Linked DNA regions of Dromaius novaehollandiae: region 2 is linked to region 1. A link is a contact called in public Hi-C data. All regions are on one chromosome and are shown on one strand. The core of a region is the stretch at or near the end of the contact, and the rest is flanking DNA. Distances in the headings are between cores, read along the strand shown.

Region 1 (7,495 bases), core at 2,808-5,307:
CCCTAGCATTCCCCTCTATTAAAATATACCAGAAATAATCCTAAAACACTTCTGTATGAGGAAAAGGGGCTCGTGATTAGAGATCTATCCTTGCTCTGCTGTAGACTCGTGACATGAACTGGGGAAATGATTTCAGAGAACAGCAATGTTTGCCTTCCAGAATAGCTGTGAAATTTAATTTCAGTTTTTCCTGAGATGAGCAAGCTTCTGGGCTGAAACAATAATATGGGTGATATAAAATAGCTGACACTCAGCCAAATCCCTCAACATCACGTCACTCTCATTTCTGAGATGACTTTTACAACAAGATTAAATAGCATTACAGCATTCAAAAGTTAATTCACAAGGAATAAGATCTGCCTCAGTTATTTAGTTTTCTGACAAAACAGCATCATGCACAAGCTAAATATGAAGTTTGCTATTATCATTCAAACTAATACTTCCCCACAGTATTATGTTTTCCATTTCTTCTAAAGGGTGATCTTTGATTCTGTGCATCTTCTCCTCAAGTTTTCGACATGCTAATAAAGCACAGATCACATTCATACTTCCTATTCTGATGCAGTAGCTTAATTTTGACCAACAGCTGAAGTCAAAGCAGTGTGTTTAAAGCTAAGGACGTGCTTACATACCTCATTCAGCTGAGGCCGGACTGAAATGTATAGCTTTCCAAAGCCTAATGAAAGATCAGTCCTGTTCTTTGAGAGGTTATGTTGCTTTTGTTAAGCAAACAAAAAAACACCTCTCTTTGTAGCTTGATACAAATATCCTTGTTTTAAAACAATATGGCATTAATTACAGCATGAATAACTTTATTGAAACAATATAGCATTAATTAAAAGACAGAACCCTCCCCAAAGCTCAGGCCTCACAATACATTTACTTTCCTTAAAGCTTTTCCTATCTGTTGGACTCTGCAGTTTTAGTGGCAGAGATTACTTTCTCAGCGAAGCATAACACCCAGCTGCATGAAATTTCAGTCTCATAATCCTGTTAGTTTTCCCTTGTAAGAATCCACAGTGATTAGACCTTTGTATTTGTGCAACTCCTGAAACAGTATTCTAAGTCTTATTTCAAAAATAAGAGAAGAATTGCCATTGCCAAGGTGAAACATCATTACTTTAAAGGCAGTGCAGCATCTCATGGAAGCCATAAGCCATGATCAGTTTGCAACTATTACTTAGCCCAGGGTCTAATGCGGATTGCAGGTTCGTGTGTCAGTCTCGGAGACCTGCCACCAGCCCTTGGCTTTCGCCCAGGGGAGGCCACGTTTCCTTCTTTAATGGGAGATGGCAAATTCCACAGACGGACAGTTGTCAAGAGCATAAAGCCAAGATGTTTCTTATTCTTGCTGCAGGTACCGGTGGGTAGGAGAAGACCTCATTTGTTACACTAGAACTTTGGTGCTAAGTTAAATCTATTTTCATCGGTATACGACAGGTTTTCAGAACCATTTTTTCCAAGGGGTATGCAGGAGGAAGGATGGGAGGGGTTGATTTTTTATTAATGGCATTTTGCTTATTGACATTTCATTGAATTGCCATTTCTAGACAACCCTGCAGTGAGCAGGGGGTTTGGACCAGATGACCTCCAGAGGTCCCTTCCAAACTCAGGTCCCCAGTGAGTCTGCGAACAGCTCTTCAATGTCTGACACAGTAAAAAATCTGAATAAAAGAGGCTGACATAGAGAGGAAACATTCCAAAATTGAGTGTACCACATCAGTTAACCTGCTCAATTATTTTCATTTGTGAAAATATCCATACTTTAACTTCTTGTTCTGAAATGTTCTTGACAGAATACCAATTCTCCTAAATGAGGTAACATTATATACAATCCAATTCACACAAGAAGTGACTGGGGAAATAACTCACATTACAACGTGAAAGTGTACATCGAAGAAATACGCCTTTATAAAGGAGAAAGCATTTCTCTGTCCAAAAATGGAGTTTTAGTCTTTGACTTACGTGCACACACATAAAGCCTCAAATTGTATATGAGCCAGACAGGCACACTACTACTCATCTATCTGTAAATACCATACATATTTATACACACCATGTGCCATATAGTACATATATATCACTTCAGAACAAAACAACAATTAAAAAAACAGGACAGGACACCCATAGGGAGAAGAACAAGTTGACCACAGATAGTTGCTGGATATGCACAGTCTTTAGTGAAAAGCTGCTGTCCAAAAAGCCTAGGAAACATGCATTTAATGCCAAATAAATAGAATAACTACATTAGAACTAATACCAAGTAGAACAACTACATAGGTGGTGATTTTTTTTTATATCTGTTATTTACCATTAAACAATAGACTGAACAAATGAGCTTAATTGGATGAATCATTAAAAAAAAGACATAAAATCTGATTAGATCGACAAAACAGCCTGATCTAAAAATGACTATATCTGCTGCACACAGACTGTGCTATTCACTTCCCTGTTGTTTCTGGCAGACAGACTACATAAGCTTTCCACTCAATCTCCCCCCTCTTTTTTTCCCCCCTTAGGGTATTAAATTGCTGTCAGAATCAGCCCACGATAATTGTGGTTTTGTTAAAAAAAAAAAAAAAAATTGGCAAAGGCAACATGAGCTCTGTGGCCGAGCTGGAGAGCACAAATATGTTTGGATTCCTAATCTCATCCTGCCACAGGCACTGCACATTCTTTAACAAGATTAACTGGAAGAGCAGTGGCCTTGGAGGACTGCTAAGATCAAAACCCATGCCCTGGTGGGCCAGCCAATGTGTTTGTTCAAGTTTCTATAGAATACATGGGTCATCAAATGGGACCCTCCCAAAATGGTAACTCTTTCTTTGTGAGGGCAGAAAACACTGGAAAAGAATCAAGTCTGCATAATCAGTACTTTTCTTCATTGAGCTATTCTAGGAATCCCATTTTCACATTTCAGGTTGAGGATTATTATGAGAATGAGCACCAGCACAAAAATGCCATGAACAGCAGGTCTCGTTCCTCTGAATTTTACAGGGCAGAACCGGGAAGGATGTCATACTGTAGGCAAACTCCACTGAAGTGAAAACCATGCATTGCTCTGAAACTTTCATAAATAACAGGATGGAGTTAGCTAATTGGGATTGATTTGATTCTAACTCTAGATGACTGCTGTCTGTAAGAATTACTAATATAATAATACAATGATAATGTTTATTCCTTCCTATGTCTTAAAATCCTGAACTTTGCTGATCTCTTTCGCTCCTCTCTCCCTGACTCCTCATGCTTTAGTGGGCCAACCAAACACGCAGGGGCTACCAAGCTAGCAAGGGTACTGCTCTCCCCCTCCTACACTAAAAACAAACTTCCTTTTTCACACTTCTTTGCAAAGGCACCTCTCTCACATCTCTAGGTCTTCCCACTGTACTATTCATCATCATCTTTGCTCTCTTGCTATTCTCTGTTTTTTAATATTCCTGAAGCTTTATGCACTTCTGGTTTTAATACACATTAGCTGCACAAAGACTCCTGCTTAGTTAGAGGAAGCAAAGATCACTGGACAAAATTAAAGGGCGGGGGGGAAGCAAACAACCCCCCCCCCCCCCCCCAAGACCTATGTAAGTCCTGGAAGTAAACAAAGCAGTCTCAAAAATTATTAAGAAACTATATGTATTTGAGCTTGTTAGCTCCACTCTGAGGTTGAAGTTCTGTTCAAATTAGCAAAGAATCTGGTCTAAGATTTTCCAGTTTCAGGCTGTCTGAAGTAAAAACAACATTATAGTTCATAGGCTGCACAGTACCTGGCTGATCAGCAGCCAGATGGTTTATGCAGCAAAATCAGCCCTGAGGTGGTACAAAACCACCCAAGTACTTTACCAACACAAAACTTCACTGAATGTCCTCAGGCTTTTTCTCCCCTCACCATGTCAGCTGCTCAGCAAATACTGCATCAGATTTCATGCTTGAGTCTCTTTCCTCAAACTGCCGCTCAGACAGAGACAAATGAGGCTTGCAACCATTTGCAGACCAAGCAGGAATTTATGCTAAAAGCCTAGACTGCCCCTCATCTAAGTCCCGTCCTCCCCTTGAGCACGGCGTGTAAACACAAGCCCAGATGAACTCACCCCCAGGGGCTGTGCAGTACTGCTAGAGCTACGTACAGTCCCTCAAAAAGCTTTAGGACCTTCATGCACTCTTCCCTTCCTTGAGACCTAAGTGTTCATGCAGCAATGTAAGCTATCTTTCAGACTTCGCAGGATTCAGAATTGAACAAAATTTATCTAAATTGAGGCAATACCATCATATCAATCATATAATCTCCATAGAGAGAGGATTACTTTACCAGTTCAGATAAAAAGGTCCCACAGCAGATCCATGCTCCAGGAACACAAGCAGAGCAGGACTTCAGTGTGGAGCAGCTACCAAACAGCCCGGGGAAGCAGCTGCAGCGCTGTTTGGCCCCTGATTACCCACCTGGAACATTGCTGAGACCTGGTGGTAACGAGCAGGAGAGGGAAGGGGGTTGTTTAATTAGAAAACAGGTTTTTTCAGTGTCTTGCAGCAAATCCAGCTTCACTGTGCTGCTGCTAGAATTTGTTATTTTAAGACTTTTTGTGTTCCAGTATGTAATATTTAGGATGTGATCAAGAGCAAACAATTCAATCTTAGTCACCTGATTAAGGCACATGTGAGCACACACACACTGAGGTTAGACCCTGCATATTAACAGGGTACAGCAAACACTCACATGCCAAATGCAAACACTGCAACTCTGAAACGGATCTAAGTGGTATATATAATCAGTGCTGCATGCGTCCCCTTGCAAGGATTTGCTTCTGACAAAGAATGCTGTCAGATGCCATTATTCTCTTGGAAACAAAGAGAATTATAATAGAGGAGATCCTATGAAAAAGCCAATACATAACTTATTCTTGCAGCTGATAGAAGATGTTATTGTTGTCACCAAGCAGCTGCTCCAAGCTTTGAGTGCGTGGATGTGTGTGTGTGCGTATGTGCATGTAGCTCCTGGACAACTTCCAGATTTATAGAAAATTTCCGCTATGCAAGTGTCAGCCTGCACGAAAACTTAAGAGCACAAAAGGCTTCAACTGACTGACTTGGAATAGCAAGCAGAAAGCACCCATGCATGGAAATGCTTAACTTTCCTTATGTGTTTAAGTATGATGCATCTTTATTTGGTGGGCATTGAAATAGGTCTGCTGGCTTCAACAAAATGATTTAAAGCAGCTGATGACCTGCCCCCAGAAGATTAAAAAAAAAAGTTCATATTAATGGCAGTAATCAGTGCTGAAGTGCAGCACATGTCTTTGAATGCTGATGGAAGTTCTTTGGCCAATGGTTTATATAACAAGGTCAAAACTTCACTACTTCACCATTGCTATTAATATTAGAGAGTTAGCCCTGCTTAAGTTATGCTTGAAAAGCTAAGGAAAGGTAATTACTTAAAATAAACTGCAGGAATTTTACTGTATATTAATATCTTTTCCATAATTATGTTCCTCTGCGGGAAAATACTGAACAACCTTACTGCTCACTCCTGATACAACAATTGAACAGATTATACGTTTTTTGGAGCTACCATCTTTGTTTTTACAGCACACCTATCTATGAACAGTATCTGCCCATCTGATGCTTTTTCAAGCTAAAAGAATCAAGAAATCAATCACAGCCTCTTAGAACATAAAATGACATAAAATGAAATATTTACATTAAAAGGCAAAACAACATAGCCACCAATGCTGAAGTTTTAGGATTTTAAAAAGTCCAAAGTGAAATTATATGTATGCGTGTTTAATGTAGCCTCAATTTCAAGGCTGTTTTCAAGTGCTTTCATCTTCGATTCTACGACAGTAGCACTATCTGATCTGTGTTCTTGTCCACATAGCTGGTTCTTTCATTTCTCAGCCTACTTTCTACATTTCATTCCAACTATTTCCCCTGAAAAAGTATCAGAAGGCAATAGAATGCTGAATTCCAGCTGAACTACAGATTAGTTTCTTTTTGATCTTAAGCTAAATATTTTACCACCTTAGGATTAAATGAGATGATAAAGAATGGGCTATTCAGTGGAGCTATCAAAGACTACAATGAGTTGTTAGTGCTGCTAATGAACATACTGGGTTTACTCTATTACCATCATGTCCTGAAAACATTTATTCAGAAAGCTGAGGGACTGCAAATATTGCTCTATCAATGATGCCTCTCCTCCAAAGACTAATATGAAAACTTGGCAAAACATACACAGTAATTTGTGCAGGAAACATTCAGAATATCCAGCTATGTGAACTTGGCCCTACTAATAAGTAAATACATTTGAGCATATCTTTTTTCCCCCTGGAGGGACACTGGAGTAGAAGCATTAATGCATTCTGCCTTGTCTTCATTACAAAATAATTCAGATGCATTAACTTGAATTAAAGTCTTAGTGTTAGCCTGAGTTAACAACCAATTGAAGCTCTCTGATAAGTAGAATATACCTTGTTTTTGACATGAGTTAGCTAACTCAGGTTAAGAACACTGATACTGTTTGAGCTCTTAATCTACTCAGCAAGACATTATCAAGAGCCATGGATGTGGACGTGTAAGCTATGGAAATACAACTTTACAGGCTTTGGGTTATCTCTATGGATTTCCTAGTGGATCCTAACAAAAAAGCATAAAATCCACCTGTTTAAAAGGGAAGCTTAAAGTCCACCACGACTTTTAGGTACATAGGGACAGTTCAAATAGGAAAAAAAAAAATTTGATGCATGTGCAGCAAAAAAGCTACCTCAGAGAGAACATCAGTAATTGTATATGCATTCTGACTTTGTGTAAAAGTGTGTTTCATTTCAAAATAATTTTTTATGTGAAAATGTCCTGCAGAAAATGAATACATAAAAATATCTGTATATGAGATACTACATTTTGAATCAAGTGAAATGTTTCAGTCCTCTACTATCCACTCACCAGGACTTCCAGTTATTCACATAGGTATGCTTCATTCTCCTTCATCAGTCAGTCTTCAATATCTTTGTCCTTCATTTCGTATCAAATGCAAGAATTATCAGTGTCCACTAAGAACTCCCCTGAGATCAAAAGAAGGAATTCGCTTAATGCACATGGTCACTTGAGTGATTTTGTGAAGTGCTAACACTGTGGTTTAAGAAGTTATCTAATTGCTGAAGTAGATGATTTCAAAAGCATGTATGCTGTATATCTTGTAATACAATGATGTCATGGTAACGTAACCTCCTTACCACATTCATCACACATTTTAGACGCTTCAATAGGCCATGCATCCAACGCTGCCTTTATAAACACTTAGAATGTGATTTTACAGACTCAGAAGTAATACTAAGGCAATTCCCCACACATATTTTGGACCATCAGAACTTCCACACTTCTTTCAGTCCAGCAGGCAAACTACATGGAGAGCTGCTCTATTGCCAAGGCAGAACTGACAAAAAAAGAGCTTACAAAGTATGCTCTAGTCTTGAATTATACTTATCACCGAGTGTATAAAAATTGTATT
Region 2 (7,495 bases), core at 1,570-4,069, 92 kb before region 1:
GAAGTCATACAAATGTTGATCTCAACTGGTCTTTTTGGAGCAGTTGTGTATTGTTTATATGATGAAGTCTGTGAGTAAGGACTGTAACCTGGCTCTCTCATTTTGTAAGGGAGGTTCTGATCGCCAGTCTCCCAGGTACTGCTGTCTTCCCATTCACTTTGCAAAACTCTTGAGCTTCCTCTAGAAGTTCTATCCTTGCCTTGAAAGAATTTCTGTGAAACTAATATGTTCTGCAAAAAAATTCTACTTTGATAAATTGGTATATTTTGATCTTTCTCCTAAAATTCTTCACAATTGTGGAAATACACATAAGTCATTTTTTCTATCCTAAGCCATTTAAGATTTTTTTTAGTTTTAAAATATACTCCTAAAATATTTTTGGGATTAATGCAGTCTGATTTTTTTTTTTTAGTGTTTTTGCAAAGAGATTGTATAGAGTAGTTCTGCAATGTTACCTAGTACTGAGAGAGTTCTTAAATATCAATGATTTCCTAAAATCTTTGGGTTGGAATTATTTTTAACATGAAAGATGTCAGATACCTAAGAAGAAGCAGACAACACCTGTTAAATATAAAAGGATCTGTATGTTATCTGAGCAGATTTTCATTGATTTCGACAGGTTTTGATGGATTGAGAGTAGGAAATGATCATGCAGCATTTGTCTTCTGCTGCATTTTATCTTACAAGAACTTTTGTTCCTTTGTTTAAAATGGAAAATGGCATTCTCCTGGCTTTTTTAGTAAGGAATATTAAGTAAGGAAAGTTACTTTTAGAGTCCCTCTTGAAAATCAGCTTTGTCAGTGGTTCTGTGGCACTGGAAAACTGAAAAAAAAGGAGATCTGAAGTTAAGCATGCAAGGCTACACTGAATACAAAAGCTTGAGGGGAAAAATAAATGGGAACAGAAGTTTTACAGTCAGAATATTTTAGTTTAAAAAGCTGGAACTCAAAACATTCAAACGTGTTTGTAGTTAATGTGTTAGAAGGGGAAAGCTGTGGAAAGCTTTCCCTATTTTCTATGACGTGCCGCATCATGTCCCAGTTTTGAAGCCCGGTGACCACACTGGGTGATGAGCTCCTGTCAGAACGCCGTGGTGCATGACTTTGGAAGAGGTGCTGTAACTGATACCCTCCATCTGCTGATTTGGGTCAGGGGCTGCCAGGTGGAAGTGATTAGTCTACTTAGTTGTAACCTTTGCAATAAGTTGAAAGAACATATAGCTTGAAAAACCACTGCTGAATTAGCCTGTGCCCAGTGATCTGTTTTTTCTCAACAGGAATGCGTTTCTTGCTGTGAAGGTATGATTTGCAATGTGGGAATACCAACCAATCACACAAATGCAGTGTTTGCTGTATTGCATGCACGGAGAACGTCAGATGGCTGCAGGTGGACAGTCAACACTGCATTGCTTGCATCAGTCATGATGGTTATGTTGTCCTGATGCAGCAACCTCCCATTACATCTGCTTGAGAGGGTTTGCCCTTCTGTGGGCCTGTAAAAAGCTGCAAGAAGATTGCTTCAGGATGTGCAAGGTGAAATCACAGCTACTTCTCAAATTACATAAGAATTTAAGAAAACAGTGGGAAGACGTGTACATCATGAAGTCCCTGGATACATTAGTGAAAATACTTCAAATGGCCTGCAGTATTTAAAAGAAACCACTAGTGACTAGGCAGCACAGTGAACTTTAAGTTATTATAGTCCACTATTTTATGGTGGAAATTCACATATGCGTGGCATGTTTCTTGAACAGAGAAAAGAAGTGTCTGCAGACAATTACTTTGCCACATGAGATGAAAGGGGACTTTTGATGGACCATATGCCAACAGGTGTCTTAATGGAAACTGGTTTTAAACTATTTTTCACTGTGCATAAATAACATGGAGTGTCTTGTCTTGATCAACAGGTATATTTAAGCTTATCCTTAGTTATGGTTTTCATAGAGTACATATATGAGAGATGTTTTTTCTGTTTTGATCAGAGCTGTCACATCTATTGGAAATAATAGAAAATAATTTTAAAACTGTATCTTTCTTTTCTGTAAAACATTGTCTCACCCTCAGATTATAAAATAATGTGAAATTATCCAAAATTTCTGTCTAAAGATCGTTACCTATTTGGGTTCGTAGATCAGAATTCTTTTTTCCCTCTCCCTCAAGAGGATAGTTTGCTTGTAATAGAGTCCCACCTCAGCTGCTCAGCTTCTGAATCTTTGTCCTTGTGATATTATTTAAGGTGTTGATAATAACATGACTTTTAAATTGCAGCTACGGTCAAGCAACTACTGTATCATAAAAACTGTAAATGGGCACTTGGTGTAAATAAGGAGAGGTCTACTCTTGGTTAGCAGAAGACTACCAGAAATGTTAGTGTCCTTGAGGGATCTTTAAATTGTAAGCACTTAGCGCTTTTCAATATCCCAGAACGCTGGGTATCACTTTTATCTAGTTTAAACACCCACATCTGAAAAGTTTGGGCCAAGATTCTGCTTTTCGTAACAATAGTGGGGGTTTAATGTGTATTTGCCTACCTTAACTCTGTCTTTTCATCATTTAAATGACTGTGTGTCAACTAGATGAACAGCTGCAAATTTGACAAATAGAGTTTAGTTACTGTTAGATGTACTAAAAACTCTCTTTTCTTTCCTTTGTCAATGCTGTGCTGCAGACCAGCACACCTAAGCTGCTTGTCTGAACTCTCGCTTCACCCGTTGTAGCTCAGTACAGTACATTTCAGGACTCCTGTTGCATCGACCTAAATACAGTCTGTAATAGGTCACATTTACACTGTGTATGTTGGCTACTTTGTTAATAGTTTAGCTTATGTTGTTTGGAGTGCAGACCCCCTAATTGTGGAGGCCAGCAGGCACTGATGTTATTTGATGTTTCTCAGGATGGTTTTAATGAGACTTTAAGTCCTAACAGATTTCAGATGGTCCTATTTGCCTGGCTGCGTTTTCTTCCATCTCCCCACCTTTTTCACAGACTTGCTCTGACAACCCTTATATATTGCAGCATAGCTAAAGATCTGACCTAGCAAGGTTGAAGAACTGCATTTCATTTTGTTTCTTTTTTTTGAACAAAATGATGTCTTTTCCTCTTCTTAAAGGAATTGGTTAAAAATTATCATAAATTGTCAAAATATTTTTCAGAGGAGGGATCGTTAAAACTTACTTTTAAAAAGAGATTCAAAACTGATCTCTGAAAAATACAGATAACCCTAGAAATTGTGGGGGGAAAAAACTGCTACATAAATATTGGCTTAAATATTAGCTATTTTAAATCACCAAATATATTTAAACTAGTGGCTGAAAATACTGATTTTGAAATGTTTATAGTTTGATCACATTCTAAAATGGCAACATACTATTTTTAGAATATGTAAATATGTCTAAGAGTCAGCCCGCGATTTGATGACAGGCAATTGCACAGTTGTAAAAGTTGGATGGAAACACTTTTTTCTTGCAGATGCAAGACAGTTCTTGCTGCCTAAATGAAGACTTTTCAGGCTCTGGGTTCTGATGGCTGCTGCTGCGCAGTCCAGCAGGCCAAGTGCCTGAAGATGTTCTGAAGAAATTTTTTCCTTTATTCAAAGATCATCCCTAGGTAACGTCTGTAGCATTAATCTTGGTGTCATACATAATAACAAACATAATTAAGATTGTTCAATATTTTTCATCACTAAATGTCATCTTTTTGTTATATGGTCTGTAGGGTTGTTGGATGTTTTTTCTTGTGGAATAACCATGCCAGGTTTGCCCTCTGCTCAGAGGGGAATTCCGTAGTAAAGTGAAATCAAGTTGTCTTCCACATTTTGGACCACGATATTTTTCCTATTTTTGCCTCCAGCACTAGGTAATTGTTTCTGGGAATAATTATTGCAGTCTTAACAAGGCCTTAAGATTGCTTATGGTCTTAAATGAGTTTACTGTAAATACTTTATAATAATCTAAGTGCTGATGCTTGTTTACAGTACAAATGCCATTCCAAGGCATTGAGGAGTGCCAGGGAGACCCGGGAGTGCTGCTCAGGAGATGGGCTGAGATTCTCTGCGACCTCCAGAAGAGCTGGGCTCTGGGGGGGTGTTCTTGGCTGGGCTGAAACAATTTTTTTCCGTTTGACACACTGAAAAGTTAAGAAACCTGCTCATAATTTAAATTTGGTGAAATTTCTAAGAATCATTTTAGGTTAAAAAAAAAAAATGAAGCATTCTACTGAAGTGCCAGAATAGTTTGTTTGATTTTAATTTTCTCCTTTTTAAAATAAACACTAAAGAAAGCAAGATGGGCTTAAGAAAGCATTGGGTGTTGACAAAGGTTTATTTTTTAACAGAATAAAAAAAAATACAGTAGTGCAGGATGTTAAGGATCAATTCTGGTCAGCCTTGATAGATCAGTATCTTTGTTGGTACAGAATTTAAGACTATTGTTTCTTAAAAAAAAAAAAATACAAAAAGCTGTTGATGCATTGTAAATACTGCACAAGTAGGCACTTGGATGAGGAAACAGAGAATTTAAGAGTGACTGTGCCCTTTGCTGCTTTTTATGTATGTAAAACCTTTATGTTTCTGATCACATTTTACTTTAGGCCAATGTTAAATGGTAACTTTGTAGGAAAAGTAATACGTGCTGATATTAGAGAAAATAGTGCTAAAAGTCAGCACAGTGCATATTTTTGGATTTATAAATGATTGTCTGCATAGGCAATCATAATGTTAATGTTAACTTATGCTAGAAATTTGTATTTTATTAAGTAGATTCAAGTATGGACTATATTTTCTCTTTAGATAGCTGTCTGAAATGCTCATTGGGGAACTTGTAAGAGAATAATTTGACTTGAGAGAATAATCTTCAGGAGCTCCATAATGTATGTATTTCATGCACATCAATTTGCTTCACATATATGTTATAACTTAAAAATATATATTGCTAGTTAGTGCCTACATTAGCTATGTAACTGCAAATGGAAGTTGTATAAATGCACATCCATCATTTTATATGCAGAACAGGAACATGTTTGCTAATGTTTCTATATCCATCCAGCTTCCAACAATAAGGCATTAAATATTGCATTCTCATTCAGTATTGGTATCGGTTTTATCTCCAGAATCAGCAGACACTGGATAACAGCAGTGGGTGCCACACTGAAGTGCATTCGTGGGCAGAATGATCCCTTTGCATTGCCCTTTCAACAAGAAACTGAAAAGAATTTTATTATTGTGCTTCAGTAATGGAAAGTAAATTACTTTGTGCAGTTGATGAAAGATATATGTTGTTTTGTGATCTATGTGTATAACGATGCATTTTTTTGCATTGCACTGGACAGCGTATGGAAGATTTATTTTTGAAAGCTTTAATACAGAATACCTTTTCCTCTATTCAGTGTTGGTTTGTATGATGTTTTCTTACCTCTGCATCACTGTATTAAATCTTCTTCAGAAATGGCACTTTTAATTAAAGTTATTAAAGTATTTGCTGGTGAAAAATATTTGTGGTGAAAAAGCAAAAATGATAAAAATCCTTTTGCTCTTTAAATCAACAAAACCAATTATGAAGAAGATTATTCTATATTTTATTGATTCTGGCCATTCAAGGAAAATCCATTTGTGAAATTTATTCAGTTTGATAAAAGTTGGCAAATTGGGGAATATGTTGAGCTGAAATTGCACTGAAGCCACATTCTGCTACTCCCTCTCTTCTGACACATGCTGGAAATTCACCGAGAAGGAGGTAAGGAGGTATCCTGAGCGCAGCGAGAGAGGAGGGATAGGCAGCCCAGCAAAGCCACAGGGTCGGCAAGCCTAGACAGGAGAATGCTGCAGCCCTGGGGGGAAGAAGGGAATGGGATTTCGACTTTCCCAGCTCGTGATGTAATTGTTTCCAAGGACATAACGTTTTTCATGGGGCGGAGATTCCTTTTTCCCCAGGCAGTGTAAGCGAGAACCTTTTAAGGATGTGAAAGAGCTCTGCCACTTCACAAAACTCGAGTAATGAGAAACTGTCTGTGTGTACGTGAACCAGCTATTGAGAGATATACAACGTGCTCTAGGTTTCTCATGCATATGCTAGACAGCGCAAGTATGCTGCGAATCAGCACTTGGGGTTTCAATTTCAGTTTCTGGATGACCGTGTTGTCTCTTCTTCCTGGCCTCTACGTTGCACGGTGTATGTGTACCCCCGTGGAAGAAAAGATCGCAGATACACCTGTGTGCTTTTGAGTACCCTTATGGATAATGTATATGTGCATATTTGTATATTGGGGAGTGTGATTGTTAAACACCTGCAAAACCTGAGGAAGCATGGGCAAAATCTTAGTTTAGGTGAAGTTCTGTGGTGTATTCAGTATTGTTACAATGTCATCTGCTTCGACTGTTACAGTTAATGGCTTCAGGAAACTTCATTGGTGCCAGTTCTCCCTTTTTGGAGGGCAACTTACCCTGAAAGACATGCTCTACCTAAAGGCATTTAAAGGCATGGAGAAAACTAGATGTTTTGTTTGTATTTCTGAAAACTTAATTGCTGCAACCATTAGTAAAGTAATTCCACAGTGTAGTACTGCAGTGAAAATGTATTTTTATTATTGCATTTAATCAGAAAAGCATCAGAACAAGAAATATGCTTCTATGGTGACTTCTGATTTGTCAGAAAAATTGAAGCCCAGGTGCAGATTAGAATTCCAAGTTAAGAAAACTATCAGCATACAGTCAGCTACTAGTATTTCAAAGAAAACTTGAACTTTTCTCATTTAAACAGGATAAAATGTTGTAGGAATTCTTTCTGATTTTTTAAAGCAAAAAACATCAAAAGAAAATTAAGATGTGGAAAAAAAACTGTAGCGCTTTCAGAGCAGAAAGCCATTCCTGCAGAAGGTATTTGTAAGTTTGACACAGTGTAACTCTGAAAGCAGCCCATCCCTGTAAGAAGTGGGTGGTTTTACAGGGCGTGCTATTTGCAGGTGTTTTAAATTAAGAAAACAAGGACAGCAGGCCTCATCTTAAAGGAGAAGAGGGAGCATGTTTCCTCCCCTGCACCTGAATAATACTGTTCCTGTACTCTACCTGATGAATTAGGGCAGGTTGATCTGAAGTGGGAGCAATTTATTGAGTGCTTGAGGATCTTTCTGATCTTCATGTCTGTTTTTCATGGATACTGTTTCTCCTTTTTCAGCTATGGGAGAAATATTGTCAGCTGTGGAGCCAACTCTAAATTTAGACTAATGAAGAACTGCCTTGTTAATCGTTAGCATAGAAGGACAGAAGAAGGAATAATCCTAAAATATCCCTGGGTAGGGTATTGCACTGTACTTTTCAGTTTTTTAGGAAGAATGTTCTGATTTGAAATTCTTAACCTCTTTTTCTGAAACGGGTGGGAGGAGCACCAGGTTTGACCAATGCACAATTTTGTTCATTTTGTTCATGGCCTGAATTTTTTCTACAGGTTGTCATGAAATGATGTGTTACTCTCTTACTTAAAGATTGCTAGGAATATCCAGTCAAA

The links. A called contact is a pair of places that touch in the nucleus more often than the background predicts.
Region 2: a contact with region 1 is called in a Hi-C map of ovary, with 4 times the contacts expected there. The contact joins two enhancer-like sites. A contact is called at or near these places in 3 of 4 Hi-C or Micro-C datasets (brain, liver and ovary).

Annotation. Positions count from the first base shown.
Region 1 is chr7:3,056,298-3,063,792 of bDroNov1.hap1, reverse strand. It overlaps LOC112981725 (a long non-coding RNA gene), which reads right to left. Exons shown (of 5, transcript XR_010389890.1): 2 at 6,931-7,049; 3 at 4,304-4,452. Among named protein-coding and RNA genes, the nearest start is that of MMADHC, 21 kb to the right of the region's middle. Within about 2 kb of position 4,057, at least 1 of the 2 cell types and tissues checked has open chromatin away from gene starts, as enhancers often do.
Region 2 is chr7:3,146,980-3,154,474 of bDroNov1.hap1, reverse strand. LYPD6B (LY6/PLAUR domain containing 6B) reads left to right here. Exons shown (of 7, transcript XM_064514567.1): 7 at 1,277-5,486. The coding sequence ends at 1,441. Among named protein-coding and RNA genes, the nearest start is that of LYPD6, 36 kb to the right of the region's middle. Within about 2 kb of position 2,819, at least 1 of the 2 cell types and tissues checked has open chromatin away from gene starts, as enhancers often do.